Regions from separate parts of the Mus musculus genome. Here regions 2, 3 and 4 are each linked to region 1. A link is a contact called in public HiChIP or PLAC-seq, Micro-C and promoter capture Hi-C data. All regions are on one chromosome and are shown on one strand. The core of a region is the stretch at or near the end of the contact, and the rest is flanking DNA. Distances in the headings are between cores, read along the strand shown. Region 1 holds the start of Pon3 (paraoxonase 3). Region 2 overlaps Gm46948 (a long non-coding RNA gene). Region 3 has its middle 33 kb from the start of Gm33959. Region 4 overlaps Sgce (sarcoglycan, epsilon).

Region 1 (3,469 bases), core at 678-3,177:
CCTCAGATTCGGTTTGCCGCTCTAAAGAAATAATGCTGCGTTATGCCATGGGTTGCGAGGCTAAGCACTGCACAGAGGATAGCTTGCTGTTGGCTTCCTGTGGAAGGCATGTCTGATTGCATGAAGGTTCAGTGTCCTAGTTCCCTTCCCCCAGGAAAAACGACACAGGAGCTGGCCAAGACCTCTCTGGGTGATGAGCCCAAGGGATGGTTTTGTGTAGGGCCCCTATGCTTGCACACTGGGGATCAGACCTCTACCTTCACCCAAGAGGCTTGCTTGCAGCAATCAAAATCGGGCCATAGATTAATCAGCATCCTGGCCTTCTGATGCACCTGCTGCATGCAAACAGGACAATCTCCCCAAGTGTGACTTGGCATGATAGAGAAGTAGTCAGTGACGGATAAGACTCCCTGGGCATGTCACCAACCTAAGACAGGGATCAAACCAATGCTGTTTGTCTCCCAAGGACGGGTAAGGGGCATTGCTGCAGGGGGCAATCTAAGACAGACATTCTCTCTGCCAAACAAGAAAAAAGGGGGAAATGTGAGGAGTGGGTGTGGCAGCAGTCCCAAGAAGGCGCCAGGGACTGCAGCTAAGTCTTATGTCTTGCACCTGACTTCCTCATACATCTGAAAATAAGCCACAACCATCATGAGAGCTGCGCAGGTGCACCAGGATACTGGCGAATCCATTTTGGTGGAGACATGCCCCTGCTGCCCTGATTAGCTGAAGCTGCGTGCCTGGTGAGGTGACGTGGCCTGCTGTGAGTGGATGAGGGCTGAGAGTATATAAGAGTGAGAGGCCTGGGTCAGAGAAGGAAAAAAGATGAGAGAGAAAGTTGAAGTGAGAGAGATGAAGACGGAAGTTTGCTGAATAAACTGTTGTTAGAAGGACTGGTGGTCGTGTTGTTCTTGCTGGTCAAGAGCGGACGCTACACCTTAGTCCTATAAAATCTACCTATTTCAAAAAAAAGCTCTCTTTTTAAACTGAATTCTGCTGCTGCTACCTCCTATTAGTAACTAAAAAGAGATGATCCTTGAAGGTGCGATGTTCCCTAAACTCAAGTGTCTGGCCATCTTCAGTCTCTCCAACAGTATTGTTTATCTGAAAGGAAAGTTTGCTCTTCATTGGAAAGACCTGAAATTCACAGAAGAGTAAGACTCTCCCATAAAAACGATATATTGTTGTTGATGTTATTATCATTATTATTATTAATATTATTACATTCTGCTCATCTTCCAGATTGCCAGACAGATGGACTTGTCTACCACCATGAAGGCACCAGGAAGTTCTGAGCCAAAGTTCAGAGCTCTGGTTCCTCGAGAAGGATGAGCCAAAGGGCTCGTCTTTCAGGATTTTCTTCTTCAGGGTGTATATGGAGCAATTTCTCCTCTTACATGCAGCCTGCCAGAACTCTGAAGCTTTAGTCTATGAACTCTGGCTTCCCAGGCAGCTCTCTCACATCACTCCACTGGAGAAGCTGAGGTTAATTGAGTTCTGTGACTTTAAGAAACAAATTTTCCACACCGTGAGGATTCCAGCTTGTGAGTTCAAACCTGAATGGTCCAGAGTTTAGCTGACCTTAGCCTAGGCAGAAATATGTTCTTGGACCGCTTGCCTGGAGAGCCAGCCTTAGAATCTGCACATTAAAGTGGCCTTGAACCATCGCTAATAAAGGTGGACTTGAATCAGAAGAACAAAAATCCCCTTGAAACTCAAGTAGACAAGTGGCTTTGAGCCCTCCATGTGGAGGTGGCTTTGAGCCTTGGCGCAGGAGAGAGCAAAACTCCCAAGACTGCTAGAAAGGATCAGCACAACTGCCAGGAGGTGCAGGCAGGCGGGGCACAAGGGACTGATCAGTGGGCGGGACCCTGAGTCCGCGCCCCAGAGCGGCACCAGTCTTCCTGCTTTTTGCCTAAGGCACCCAGACACCATGGGGAAGCTTGTGGCGCTGACCTTGCTGGGAGCCTGTCTGGCCTTAATAGGGGAAAGGCTGCTGAATTTTAGGTGAGTGGGCATCTCCATGGAGATGGCTTCAGCTCTTTCCTTTCTAGTCCACATCAGGGAACTCCTGCTTCCAACTTCCTAGCGTTTCCTTCCGGAAAGGAGCAGTTTTGGAACCTCAGTTCTTAGTGACCTTCTCCTTGAGACTCGTTCACTAGCAAAGGGGACAGCTGCGTGCCTTTCTAGGCTGCCAGGGTAGGAAAGCCCACGTTTGATTTCTGAAGGTTGGGTACCTTTTCCAGGTCTTCTGCTACATTGCCTTTGTGAAAGACCAAGTCATTTGGAAGTGTTGGACTTGGGGGAGGGGATCAGACTAGCAGCTGGGTGTTTATAGCTGACTCAGACACTGAAAGTGCGGGCCGTTCCAGAACCCATGCCACATTGGAAGATGAGCCAGGAAACAGGGAAGAGAGCTGAACCCCGCGGACAGGAACTGACTTGAAGGGTAGTTGACTTTTTGAAGTAGAAGATCCGGCAGGGAAACCCTCCCGGAATTACTGTCTCAAGCAAACTCAGTTTGATCTGAAAGATTTTTTTTTTTAAAGGTGGGTTCTTCTCCTCCCTCCCCTTATTGCTACTTGGGGCTAAGGCCTCTGCTTGTCATCTAGTTGTTTTTATTCTTTCTCTGAGGAGTGACTAGTCTCAGAGGTTCGCTGCTGCAATCTGTTCAGACACTGATGTCTGTTGGCAACGCTTTCTAGTCCAGCTTGAGAGGGCTCGTTGTCCCGCCTGCTCCCCAAACAACAAATGGCAGAATCTTCAAATAGTAAATTTAAGAGTGGTACAGCTAGGAAGACTAACACTTGCCTCCCCACCCTCACCCCCAAGTGTTAAAACCATACCTCTAAAGGATAATTTTTATAAATGATCAAAAGATAAATCTACCTTCAGTCTTCTTGAATACAGTTCAATTAATATTTTAATTTCTACCTAGTATTTAGAAGTCTATTTCAGTGCAAGGTAAGAGCGCTGTGCTGAAAAGCACTTTGGCTAACTAATGCCTTTAGTAGTGTCAGGTCCATAAGGTACCTTTGCTAAGATAAGTCAGCATAAGCTTAGTTGAAATGAGGAAGTTAGAGCTAAAGTTATCAGTTCAGCTCCTTGGAGACCTCAGAGAAATTTGGAATTTTTTTCTCCCTACTGGAGGAAGGAGGTCCAAAGAAAACAAGAAAATATGAAATGGGTAAGTACAGATTCATATTAGGTAATAGTTAAGAATATGATGTAATGCTGTTTGTTTGTTTTTTGTAATGCTGTTTTGTTCCTTTAAATGAAGAATAGTGTTCGGTTCTGCCTAGCATTAAGTGGGGTCTTATATTTCGTATAGAATTCTACTTTATTCTTTCAGCAATAACTGTGAAGTTAGCTTCTGTAGGCACAGTGGTTACGTGAGACATATTATGTAACTATAAACCAGAGGCGTTGTTACGGCCTCCATGAAAGGCAGTGCCATAATTGTCACATC
Region 2 (3,469 bases), core at 338-2,837, 840 kb after region 1:
TCTATCTACGTCATTCTTGACTTAATAAAGATTCGAAGCCTTTGTCAGATCTCCTCCGATGAAATGGCTGACCACTTTTGCGGAGCCCCCAGAGTTGTGTTAGGAACTGTAGACTTAAGAAGAAAGGGAAGAAGAAGAAGAAAAACAGCAGAAGGTGGCGTTTAAAAGAAACAAAATGAAATTTATTGCACATCAAATCTATGTCCAACGAAGCTGGCCCCTGTCACTGTCCCTGGATGGGTGTTTATTTAGTGGAGAAGAGGAAGATACAGTTAAAGGATGGAAGGGGCCCGTGTCAAGATGTTATTGGAGTCAAGCAGATTGACGGCTTAGAGTGACAGGCCTGGCTCTGCAGAGCTCAGAGGCCACTGGTGGGGTCAGAGACTCGAGATCATCCGAAGCACAGCCTCAGCGCCTGGGTATCGATTTTAAATTGAATTCCAGGTTTTAGTGCAATTAAAAGCTACTACGAGGATTTGAGGAGAGAAATGGTATGGTCAAATTATTAGAGCAGCATGGTTTTTATATTAATTAGAACAGACCACGGGGACCAGAGGGATGAGAGAATCTGCAGGCGAGGTAACTCACTAACGGAGTGAGCTCGGGAGCCCAGAAGGCCTTTGTGAAATCGACAAATTAAAGCTACAGTGTTGTCTGACATTACAGACAAGAGAGGGTTTTCCCCCCCCCCCTTCATTAATTTTATCTGATTCACTCACCTTATTAGTTCTGAAAGACTTGGGTCACTAGCCTGACTACTTCCCTTGCATCCGTCTGTAAGCACCAGCACAGCACTGTTTTGCCCAGCTATGTGGGTTCTCCGGTCCACAGGTGAAGCAAAAACGGAGAGCAAAATGTCCAGAGGAAGGGTTATGGGATTGCTTTATGACCTTATCTTAAAAAGGAGGACTTTGTATGTCTCCCCACTTATTCTCACCAACAGACATAGGTTGGTTTTTTTTTTGTTTTTTTTTTTTGTTTGTTTTTTTATTTTTTTTTTGGGGGGGGGAGGTGTTAGTCTGAAATCTGAACGTGCTTATCAGCTGGGAAAAATCTGACATTTAATTGATTTTATCCCTTAGAAGTGTGTGTGAGAGAGAGAGAAGAGAGAGAGGGAGGGAGAGAGAGAGAGGGAGGGAGAGAGAGAGAGAAGAGAGAGAGGAGAGAGAAGTGGGGGGAGGGAGACAGGGAGGGAGGGAGGGAGAGAGAGAGAGAGAGAGAGGAGAGAGGAGAGAGAGGAGAGAGAGGTGGGGGGAGGGGGGAGAAAAATTGACAGTATTACTAAGCAACAAGCCTGCTTATTTACTGCTCCAATCCACGCCCCCACCCTCCACCCCCCTACCCAGGTTGCAGACTTTCTCTTGAGTCCACGAGAGACTGCTGGCTAATTTTTTAAGTATAATTTCCCAAAGTACTGCCCCTTGCCATAGAAAATGCCACGTAGGTCTTCTGAGTTATAAATGCCGAGGAAAACCATGTTGGTTACGTTTGCAGCTTTTTCATTTTGTGGTTCTGGGTGGTACAGCCCAGTTGCCAACGTTATCCATTCCTCTTTCTGGGAACAGCCTTAATTGTACTTGGCTTGGTTGACACAAAAGGCCTCTGAAAAATATGAGGCTGGTCCCTCTAGTGTTGCTTTGTGAAGACTACAGTACAAAGTACTGGATGGAGGAACACAGCTGCAAAGGAGTGCAGAGAGCGGCTGCAAAATCAATCTGCTTCAAAACACATTATTGAAATGATTTTCTACAAAATGCCATGGTACTATACAGGGCTCCTAACCAAAGAAAATGCAGGCACTTTGCTACATTTGCAAGGACACGGTGTTCGTTGTTGAGACTTCCCAGAACAAACAGTAAACGATTGAAATCACATTGGCCAGAGTTACCAGAGGGTCAAGAGCAATATAAGCTTGCCTTGCTTTTAGAAACGAATTCACAATACTGGTTAGGACTGTCTGGCTATGCTCATAGGCTTTCACTGTCATAAAAAGAGGAGGCAAGATTTCATATACTTCTTCATTCTTTCTCTGATGCCCCCTGATGTTCAATAAAAAGAGTATGCTATCTTCTTCCTGTTTTTCTTTGACTTTTTTTTTTCTACCCTCAGACATTTGTTAAACTACTAATCTGTTCCAAAGATAGAAAAATGATAAGATACATTCATTTCCCTGGACATGCATCATCATCCCATGGGAAGACAGACTCTTAGTGACAAAATAGATTTATATAATGCCTGGGACACAGGGGAAATGGTATTAATTATTAATGCTGGTTATCAAGAAAGATGAGGTATTTGAGCTGTGGTCTGAAGCTAGAGTTAGAGTCCTCATTAGAGGCAATTCATGGCTTGACATCATTGACTGATCCTTGGTCAATACCAGTTTGGTCCAGTTTCTGAGGAGATCTATTATGGCATGTGCAATGGGCAGCTAGTCTGTGTGTGTATGTATGTATGTATGTGTGTGTGTTGTTGTTGTTGTTTGTTTGTTTGTTTATGCTACTGCTTCAAGGCTCAGATTTCCTGCCTTATTCCAGTGTCCCTTATTCTGCATGTGCAGTAAAAGGAGGCCCACGGCAGAAAGGCCAGCTCTCCATTAAAGGAACATGAAATAAAACTGGGTGGTTTGAATCAAGACTGCAGTAGCTCTGGATTCCAGCAGAAAGGGGTTGGTGTCACAAGGGGAACCCTGATCCTTTGTGGGGGTAGAAGTAAGGTTTGTTAGAGGGAGTCAGGTTATTAGTGATGATTTTATTAGAAAATCTCTTTCAGTTCTGAAAGCCTATTAACAAAATTTCATATTTACATTTAAAGGGGACTAATTACCTACAGAGAGTCTCGATAGCCTCAAACCCACCCGAGAGCCCAGCACAGTGTTATTTCACTAGACACTGGCTTACAAATCCTTTAGAAAAAAGGCACCCCACCCTGGTCATCATGTTGTTGGCAGTGAGGTTGACATTGAAATTCATTGACTTGAAACCACACAGTCACTTTTCAAAGGCTGTTTGGGGTTGTAGCAAAACACATTGAGATCATTTGGTATATTAAATAAGACATATTACCAACAGTCTCTATATTTACATTTGTACATGTACAGTCAAAAACCAAATGACAGTCATAAAGTCTAGAAGCATATTAAGGCTCATAAGAAATTGTGGGATGCAAAATTAGGCCATGACTCAATGTGAATGAATGTCAATAGAGTGTGCAAACTATATTTTATAGGCAGTTAAGGTAATGCTGTTATTATTTTATGAAGATTTAACTCCATTATTTTAGTAGCTCTCTGTGATTATAAGGACAATGCAGTTTAGTAGCCAAGGTACCAGAGTCCACACACAATGAAATTATACACGTGGAAAATGCAACTGGAGGCAGGAAGCCGCGATGTAAGTGGATCCTGCTTGCTTCTCTCTCTGTATTCTTTGGACACCAGAGCCTCTTCTCATCTCTCTTCTGTACTGAG
Region 3 (3,469 bases), core at 319-2,818, 700 kb after region 1:
TAGAATACTCCAGACATGTGAGTACCTATCCTAGTGGCATTTAGCACAGTAACCAACAGATACTGTGGACCGCTTCCCACATGCAAGAGTGGTGGAAGGTGATGGAATGCTTTGGATATCGGTACTTGTCGAGATATGTGAGTCTCCAATGAGGAACAAACACGATGTTCAAGGAGCCACTGCTTTGTGTGACATCCTGTTGCTTTGCCGTCACAAGATGGCAGTTTCTTGAGAAGGAAAAGCTTGTGAAAATAAACAAGGAGACAACCTCACATGCGAGAGTCTCTGATTAACAGCCCGTGCTTTAGCGGTAATTTATTGATTACGTGAGCTGTTAAATAGTCCACCCACAACACAGATATGACTGCAGAATTAATAGAAACAAAAATTAATTTTTCTCAACCAACTCCAGAACTAAATTAAATAATGCCTTTGACTTGAGGGAGCCAGCGTTTTCTGATAAAAGCTTTCAAATATCTGGCATGTTAGACGTGTGGCCAAGAACATGAAAGATGATGTTAGACAAAGAATGACATCGTCTCAATCATTTTTTAATAAAGGAAACCCTACAGTTCACTGTCCAGCTGCACCCTGCTTGGCTTGGCTAGTGGGCAACACTAATATGTATTCAGAGATACGGAGATGCGGCTGAGCGATATGAAGACTTCTGTCCAGATGAGCCGAGTGACAGCTGGCTGCGCAGCCTTCCCTGCCTTCCCTGAGAGGCTTACTCACTGTCTCTAACCAAAGCAGCTAATTTTTAAATACTAATGCATAGCACAGAGCTCAAGAACACATGGGAATATTCACCCCTGAGGCATGTCAGGAGTTGATTATGATAAAAATTGCTTAATTATTTATTAGTGGTTGCTTTATAAATTACTCTGGTCTGGCTGGAGGGTGTAAACTCCGAGGTGAGGAAGAAGACCTTGGGGGGCAGTTAATAGGCAGGGGATTTGGTGCTACTGAAGGTTAATTTTGGTTTGTTTGTTTTGTTTTATCATTTGGAAGCCTTTGAGACGACCCTGTATATGTCCTGGAAACAAATATTCTAAAGGGGGTTTGAAAGATCAGATTTGTGTTTTCTCTGGATGGGACTTTCGGGAATGAAAAAACAAAGTCCTTATAGACATCAAAGCCTGAATGACAAGTTGAACATGACCTGTGGCCTGGGGGCAGGGAGAGAAGCCACCAAATATTTACCACAAAGCAGGTAGGAGAAACAGGAGAAATTTGGATTTGATAAGATATAAGGGCCAGAGGAAAGGAAAATATTGAATTTTCTGCTTCATAGAATCCCATAGTGCAGCCAGCAAACCCTTTAACTGATAACGAAATCACTGATGTCAATTAGATGGGGGGAGACCTAAGTAGCACATTGACCACTTTCACGGTGGATACACATTGTGTCCCCCAGAAATTTCCTAAGAGCAGAGTGTATAGACAAACACATGATAAACGCTGATGATGAAAAGACAGACATAGAAAAAGGCTGTGTCCCACGTCATCACAAAAGGCAGGGAAAACAGAGGAATCTTTTAGTGGTGCACATATCAGGGGCCAGGACAAAGACAGAAACAATTAGGCTGCATTAATTGTATCTGTCCTGTTGCAGTGGGTGAGAATTTCCTCGCCCCTCTAGTGAGCTCTGTTATAATGAAATTCTCCGTTCACCTCACTTGTTCATTCATTAGAATAAGTTTTATTTTTTCCCCATTACAGAGTAAATATGCAATAAGATCAAATAAATTTTGATGATTGCCAACAGATGGTGAGGGGATCTTTAGCTTTCTGGTTCTTTCCGGCTGTTCTTTCTCTTTAATTACCTTCCCCTCACTTCCTAATCCCTTCCATGTAATTCTACACCAAGATTTGCTCTAAGAGTCTCTATTAATTTTCCACAACCTCCACAGCTTTCTCATAAGATATTCTTTCTTTGTAGCTGTGTTGCTAATGGCTCAAAACAGCCTAGTTTCTACAGAAGCTTTCAATCCTACTTGAACCACATCTTTGCTCAATTTATTAATTCAGTTTAATGCCGATAATTTACAGTGCACTCTTACAATTTAATCTTCATTGCACATCTGACACAATGGCTCAGCCACTAGTAATTTTGCATAATCAAGGAGGAATTTTAACTGACCTCATTTAAATCCTCATACGAGGCGTTTACTCTTTCCCATTGTGGAATCGGACCTGCCAGAGTGACATTTGTATTTCAGTAAGACATGTCCACTTACATGAATGCGTCCGTGCATCTTTTATGAATGGGAGAGAAGGTACTGGGGTGATGAGTGTCTTAATGGTATTTCAGGGAAGCACCTAAACAGTAGGGATTTATGGAAGCCTAGAAAGTCCCCCTGAAGCAATTCTTTATAGACCTCACTGCTCTATTTACATAATACATACCTAGATAGAATTTTTTTAGTCTTAACAAGAACCACTTAATGTTCAGAACCGTGTTCAGAGATTTTCCTGTTTTCCGCTCAGTTTTCTCTAAAGTTCTGTTTTTCTAAGGTAGAGTAATCTCATCCTGTGGACTGAAACATCCTTGACCACAGATGCATTCTTAGAATTTATTGAGCGTAAAATTTTAACTACATCATTTGTCTTTTGATGCAGAATTGGTCCACTGAAAACTATGAATTAAGCATTTATAATAAAGTAAAGCTTAATGTTAAAGATACCAGTGTTTTGTGAATGCCATTTAAAATAATCATTTTTCTTTATAATGAAAGCAATATATATTCATTTAATGCTTCTGAAGGCTACAGAAAGATGAAAGAACTCATTGTCTGGCAGTATCTATTGTGTCATTAGTGATGATGGATATAAATGTTTTTGTACATATGCTTTCTGGATTTTTATGCATATCTGCATCAAACACAATGCTTAAACTTACATTGCATATAATGAGGTACACACTATTCACTATACACTATTCACACATGTGCTGTGTGTAAAAGATGATTTAAATACATTTGTAAAGTTTTACTTTTATTTTAAATTTCTTTCTTTATTTTCCTAATGAATGTATGCTCTAGAATAACCAAGAGATGATCATTAAAATTTGATATTTTTAAATCAATTTCATTTTCTTTATCTGTCATAGTATGTGTATTTTTGTACCAGTGACTACTATTTTGATGGAGAATATATTCTATCAATTCTCTGTCTAATATATAGATAGAATATATAATACATAAATATATGTTATACTATTTTTATAAATATTCTAAAGTTATATAAATTTATATATTTTATAAATAATAAAATAAATATATTATACAATATAAATGTATGATTTATGAATTTATATAAATATGTAAATTTAAATAATTTTGCAAATATATTTATAATATAAATACTATATAAAATGCATTACATAAATATAAGTATTTCCTTTGCAATATGGCCTAATTTTCAACCAAGTAGTTTCGGATGCTCATTCATAGAGGCAGCTATCCAG
Region 4 (3,469 bases), core at 258-2,757, 580 kb after region 1:
ATCTCTCTCTCTGTCTCTCTTTCTCTGTCTGTCTGTCTGTCTCTGTCTCTCTGTCTCTGTCTCTCTCTCTCTCTCTCTCTTTCTCTCCCTCTCTCTCTCTCTCTCTCTCTCTCTCTCTCTCTCTCTCTCTGTGTGTGTGTGTGTGTGTGTGTGTGTGTGTGTGTGTGTGTGAGGCTACAGATAGTTTTCCGTCTGCTTAAGACATACTAAGAAGCCAGAAATTGAATTTGCTGATAGAGAGAAAGAAATAAGAAATATTGAGGTGTGTGTTACAGATCTGTGTCTTGGGAGGTCACTGGTCAGCAGTGGGTTGTAAGGGACGAAGAACTACATCAGAGCTGTCAGAGGCTCCAAGGGAGACATGAAGGTGTAAACGAAGGGGACAGATTTAACGAAAGCTGAGAAACATCCCAGTGATTGCCTTTGGGAACGGAAAGAAACGTCAAGGGGGACTCGAAACTCTTCCTAGTCCAGGCAGGGAAATGGCCTTTTTTGGCATGAAGATAGCATGTTTAGTGAATAAAGGTAGTGATATGCCTTCAAAGCTGTTATAACGTACCAGTGATGATTGTACGATATGATGATGTATATAGACATATGTGTATGCACAGATCCATACCGGTTTTATGATCTAGACCTAGTTTGAGATTGTACACATCAGTAATTTAATTGCTGGCATCACTGTGTTTATATCTTTATCCACTGTTATTAGCCGTGTGATTTTCAAACTTTAAGGCTATTTTCACGTATAAGAAAATAGAAAAACTAATAAGACCTATGTTTTAGAATCATGAGGGAGTTTTGTTATGGCATATGGTAAGAATTTCATGGACATTATCAGAGATTGCTATTTGTCTTCCTTGGTCTTCAGTTCTCTCATGTATGTGCATAGCTCAATGCCCCACAGGGTGCAAAACCTGAGCCCGTTATCTGAGTGATACCTCTCCGAGCAGATTTCTATCTTAATGTGTCTTGGTCTCTGATTACCAGTGTGCAAACACATTTTTACTCAATAATGTTAATCATTTCTAGGAACTTGCCACACCAGACTCAGATCCCTCAACCGCAGACTACAGGTGAGTACTAAGATGCTAATTCAGTGTTTATGGATGAGCTAATATAGTAAAAGATTGTCATAGCACTCTATAATTGATGACACTTTTGTCTTCATCACGGGAGGCAAAACAGTTGTATCATTCCTTAATTAGACTGAGGAGCTCAGAAGAGTGGCTTAGACTTTTGCATCAATGGGCCTCAGAACGACAAACAAATGGTAAATGATCTTAAAGCAGCAGTGTCCTTCCGTGGAGGTCTTGTCTAATTAAGAAAGATGCATTCCACTCCCTTTCTACATGGGAACTCCTTATTCTTCCCCTTGGTATAAAAGATTTTTAGCTTGGGTGGGTCCAGGATTTGTCTCAGTAAGTGATCAGGTTGAAACTGACTCTCACAAAGGGCAACCATTGTGACTAATTGCTGAGCCTTCAGGGCGATCAATGAGAAATGGTTGGCCTGTTTTAAAGCTGCTTTAAAAAGCCATTAGAATATGACCAGTGAGGACAAGATGATGGGCAAGTCTCCCTGGCTGTTCTCTTTCCCCAAGCCATGCTTTCTTTAAGTTCATTTCTTTCAAGTGTCCCTAAAAAATCTCCACAGCCAATTATTTCATTCATTCTTAACTTATTCACAATTGTCTACTAATTAGTGGTTGGTTCCTAGTTCTAATTGCCAGGCAACCAGTAATGCCTTTGTTCCTCTTTTGGAAAGCAAGAGAAGTTCTAAAAATGTAAGTTGAGTGTGGAATTCTAAGTATGAATAGTGGCTTTGTGGTGGGAAAAGCCATTAAGTGAGTCTCAAAAAAAAAAAAAATGCCAGCCACATTAGAAATGTATTGGATGTTTTCATTCAGAGTTATCTCCTCTATTACTGCTCTCGGGAATTTAAGGAGATTTTCGTTTGACAACTTTTCAAAGATTTGAGGCAAGTATAATAAAGTTTTTCATCAGATTTTAATTATAAGATGATGTTTATCAGAATTGTTCCTAGGGTTTTGATTGCTTCATTTAATTAAATGCTAATATGATTCAAGTAGACCATTCAATATATTGATGGGTGGTGTGCGTCTGTAAACATCCAGGGGATTGATGACGAAACAAACTTAGTTATAAATATTCGTCACTGAAAGAGGAAAACATTCAAGTTCTTACTTCTAATTTCATGGCTATCTTTTTAAAGAGAAAAAAAAATTAAAGGAACACGACTGTAACCAAACTGATAGAGCACCTTTCTCTCTAACCAAGGAAGTCTGTCTCTCCTGAGATGTCAGCTTTCTGACTCTTGTTCACTTGTGGCGTGCAATGAGTAGAAATCACAAAATTTCTAGGAAAGTTATAAACATTTTTTCGAGACTTGTGAAAAGCTAGATTTTTTTCACTCTCTGCCTCCTAGGAGAATAGAGATCTTGAATAGGTGCTGTTGGAGATAGTATCAGTAGATAATGGGACTTGTTTGATATGTTGGGGTGCTGTGCTCAGCACTGGGCAGCTTTCCTTGTCGGGAGCAGCACATGGGCAGAGCTGGGTACACTGATGAAGAAGGGCTTCCTTCCCCTTGGAGGTCTTTTGGCTGCTCAACCTCATTTTTTCCAATATTTTTCTAAAAAGATTTTTGGGAAAGTAGCATTTCGATGGAAAGAGTTCCTCCTTCTGGTTAGGGCGGACCTCGTACTCTCTTGTTTTCTGCACGTTGATGCGTGTTACAGACCAGACGGTAGGATCTTCTCGTGGGTGCTTTGCTGTTACTGTTTTCTCAGTGAGCCTCTCAAGGATCTGTGTGCAGAAGGGAGCGAGACCACCCTAGCACTGGGTGCTAACTAGGAGAGATGGTTCTTTCTGCCTCCCAAACATTTAAAGCATTAAAGGTGTTAGGCCTCCTGGGGAGGGAGCTGAGGGCCAGTTGCAGCCTTTATTCCTCCTCTAGTCATTTACATTAAGATATTGTTTTTTTTAATTAATTTATTTTATTAGATATTTTCTTTATATACATTTCCAATGCTATCCCAAAAGTTCCCTAGACCACCCCCCCGCCCGCTCCTCTACCCACCTACTCCCACTTCTTGGCCCTGGCGTTCCCCTGTACTGAGGCATATAAAGTTTGCAAAACCAAGGGGCCTCTCTTCCCAGTGATGGCCGACTAGGCCATCTTCTGCTACATATACAGGTAGAGATACAAGCTCTGGGGGTACTGGTTAGTTCATATTGTTGTTCCACCTATCAGGTTGCAGACCCCTTCAGCGCCTTGGGTACTTACTAGAGAGCTTCTCCAATGGGAGCCCTGTGTTCCATCTTATAGATGACTGTGAGCATCCACTTCTGTATTTGCCAGGCACTGGCATAGCCTCATATGAGACAGCTATACCAGGGTCCCTTCAGCAAAATCTTCTGAGCTTCCAGTTTATTCTGTTGCATCT

Evidence for each region. Promoter capture Hi-C pulls out the DNA fragments that hold promoters and counts their contacts. Hi-C and Micro-C count contacts between places; a contact is called where the count stands out from the background. HiChIP or PLAC-seq counts read pairs in DNA pulled down with a chosen protein or histone mark.
Region 2: a contact with region 1 is called in a promoter capture Hi-C map of hippocampal neurons, with 2.6 times the contacts expected there. The contact joins the enhancer-like site here to the promoter of Pon3 in region 1. A contact is called at or near these places in 4 of 39 promoter capture datasets (the 3T3-L1 cell line, cranial neural crest, hippocampal neurons and 1 more), 1 of 115 datasets of contacts at active chromatin or transcription factors (vascular smooth muscle cells) and 2 of 9 other capture datasets (adipose tissue and liver).
Region 3: an H3K27ac HiChIP or PLAC-seq map of embryonic stem cells shows a contact between it and region 1, with 7 times the contacts expected there. The contact joins the enhancer-like site here to the promoter of Pon3 in region 1. A contact is called at or near these places in 16 of 39 promoter capture datasets (the 3T3-L1 cell line, 3T3-L1-derived adipocytes, the HPC-7 cell line and 9 more), 2 of 115 datasets of contacts at active chromatin or transcription factors (bone marrow-derived macrophages and embryonic stem cells) and 4 of 9 other capture datasets (adipose tissue, embryonic stem cells, liver and 1 more).
Region 4: a Micro-C map of embryonic stem cells shows a contact between it and region 1, with 4 times the contacts expected there. The contact joins the enhancer-like site here to the promoter of Pon3 in region 1. A contact is called at or near these places in 1 of 39 promoter capture datasets (cranial neural crest), 2 of 484 Hi-C or Micro-C datasets (both in embryonic stem cells) and 2 of 115 datasets of contacts at active chromatin or transcription factors (both in embryonic stem cells).

Annotation. Positions count from the first base shown.
Region 1 is chr6:5,254,691-5,258,159 of GRCm38.p6, reverse strand. Pon3 (paraoxonase 3) reads left to right here and starts at 1,927. Exons shown (of 9, transcript NM_173006.2): 1 at 1,927-2,007. The coding sequence starts at 1,934.
Region 2 is chr6:4,415,464-4,418,932 of GRCm38.p6, reverse strand. The region is part of intron 3 of Gm46948 (a long non-coding RNA gene); the gene reads left to right. Among named protein-coding and RNA genes, the nearest start is that of Gm33788, 7.6 kb to the left of the region's middle. Within about 2 kb of position 1,587, at least 131 of the 459 cell types and tissues checked have an H3K27ac peak or open chromatin away from gene starts, as enhancers often do. A contact at or near this core is called in adipose tissue and hippocampal neurons, where this site is marked.
Region 3 is chr6:4,552,845-4,556,313 of GRCm38.p6, reverse strand. No RefSeq gene overlaps it. Among named protein-coding and RNA genes, the nearest start is that of Gm33959, 33 kb to the left of the region's middle. RefSeq lists an enhancer at 1,248-2,777. Within about 2 kb of position 1,568, at least 2 of the 459 cell types and tissues checked have an H3K27ac peak or open chromatin away from gene starts, as enhancers often do.
Region 4 is chr6:4,675,674-4,679,142 of GRCm38.p6, reverse strand. It overlaps Sgce (sarcoglycan, epsilon), which reads left to right. Exons shown (of 11, transcript NM_011360.3): 10 at 1,033-1,076. Among named protein-coding and RNA genes, the nearest start is that of Gm38761, 23 kb to the right of the region's middle. Within about 2 kb of position 1,507, at least 9 of the 459 cell types and tissues checked have an H3K27ac peak or open chromatin away from gene starts, as enhancers often do. A contact at or near this core is called in embryonic stem cells, where this site is marked.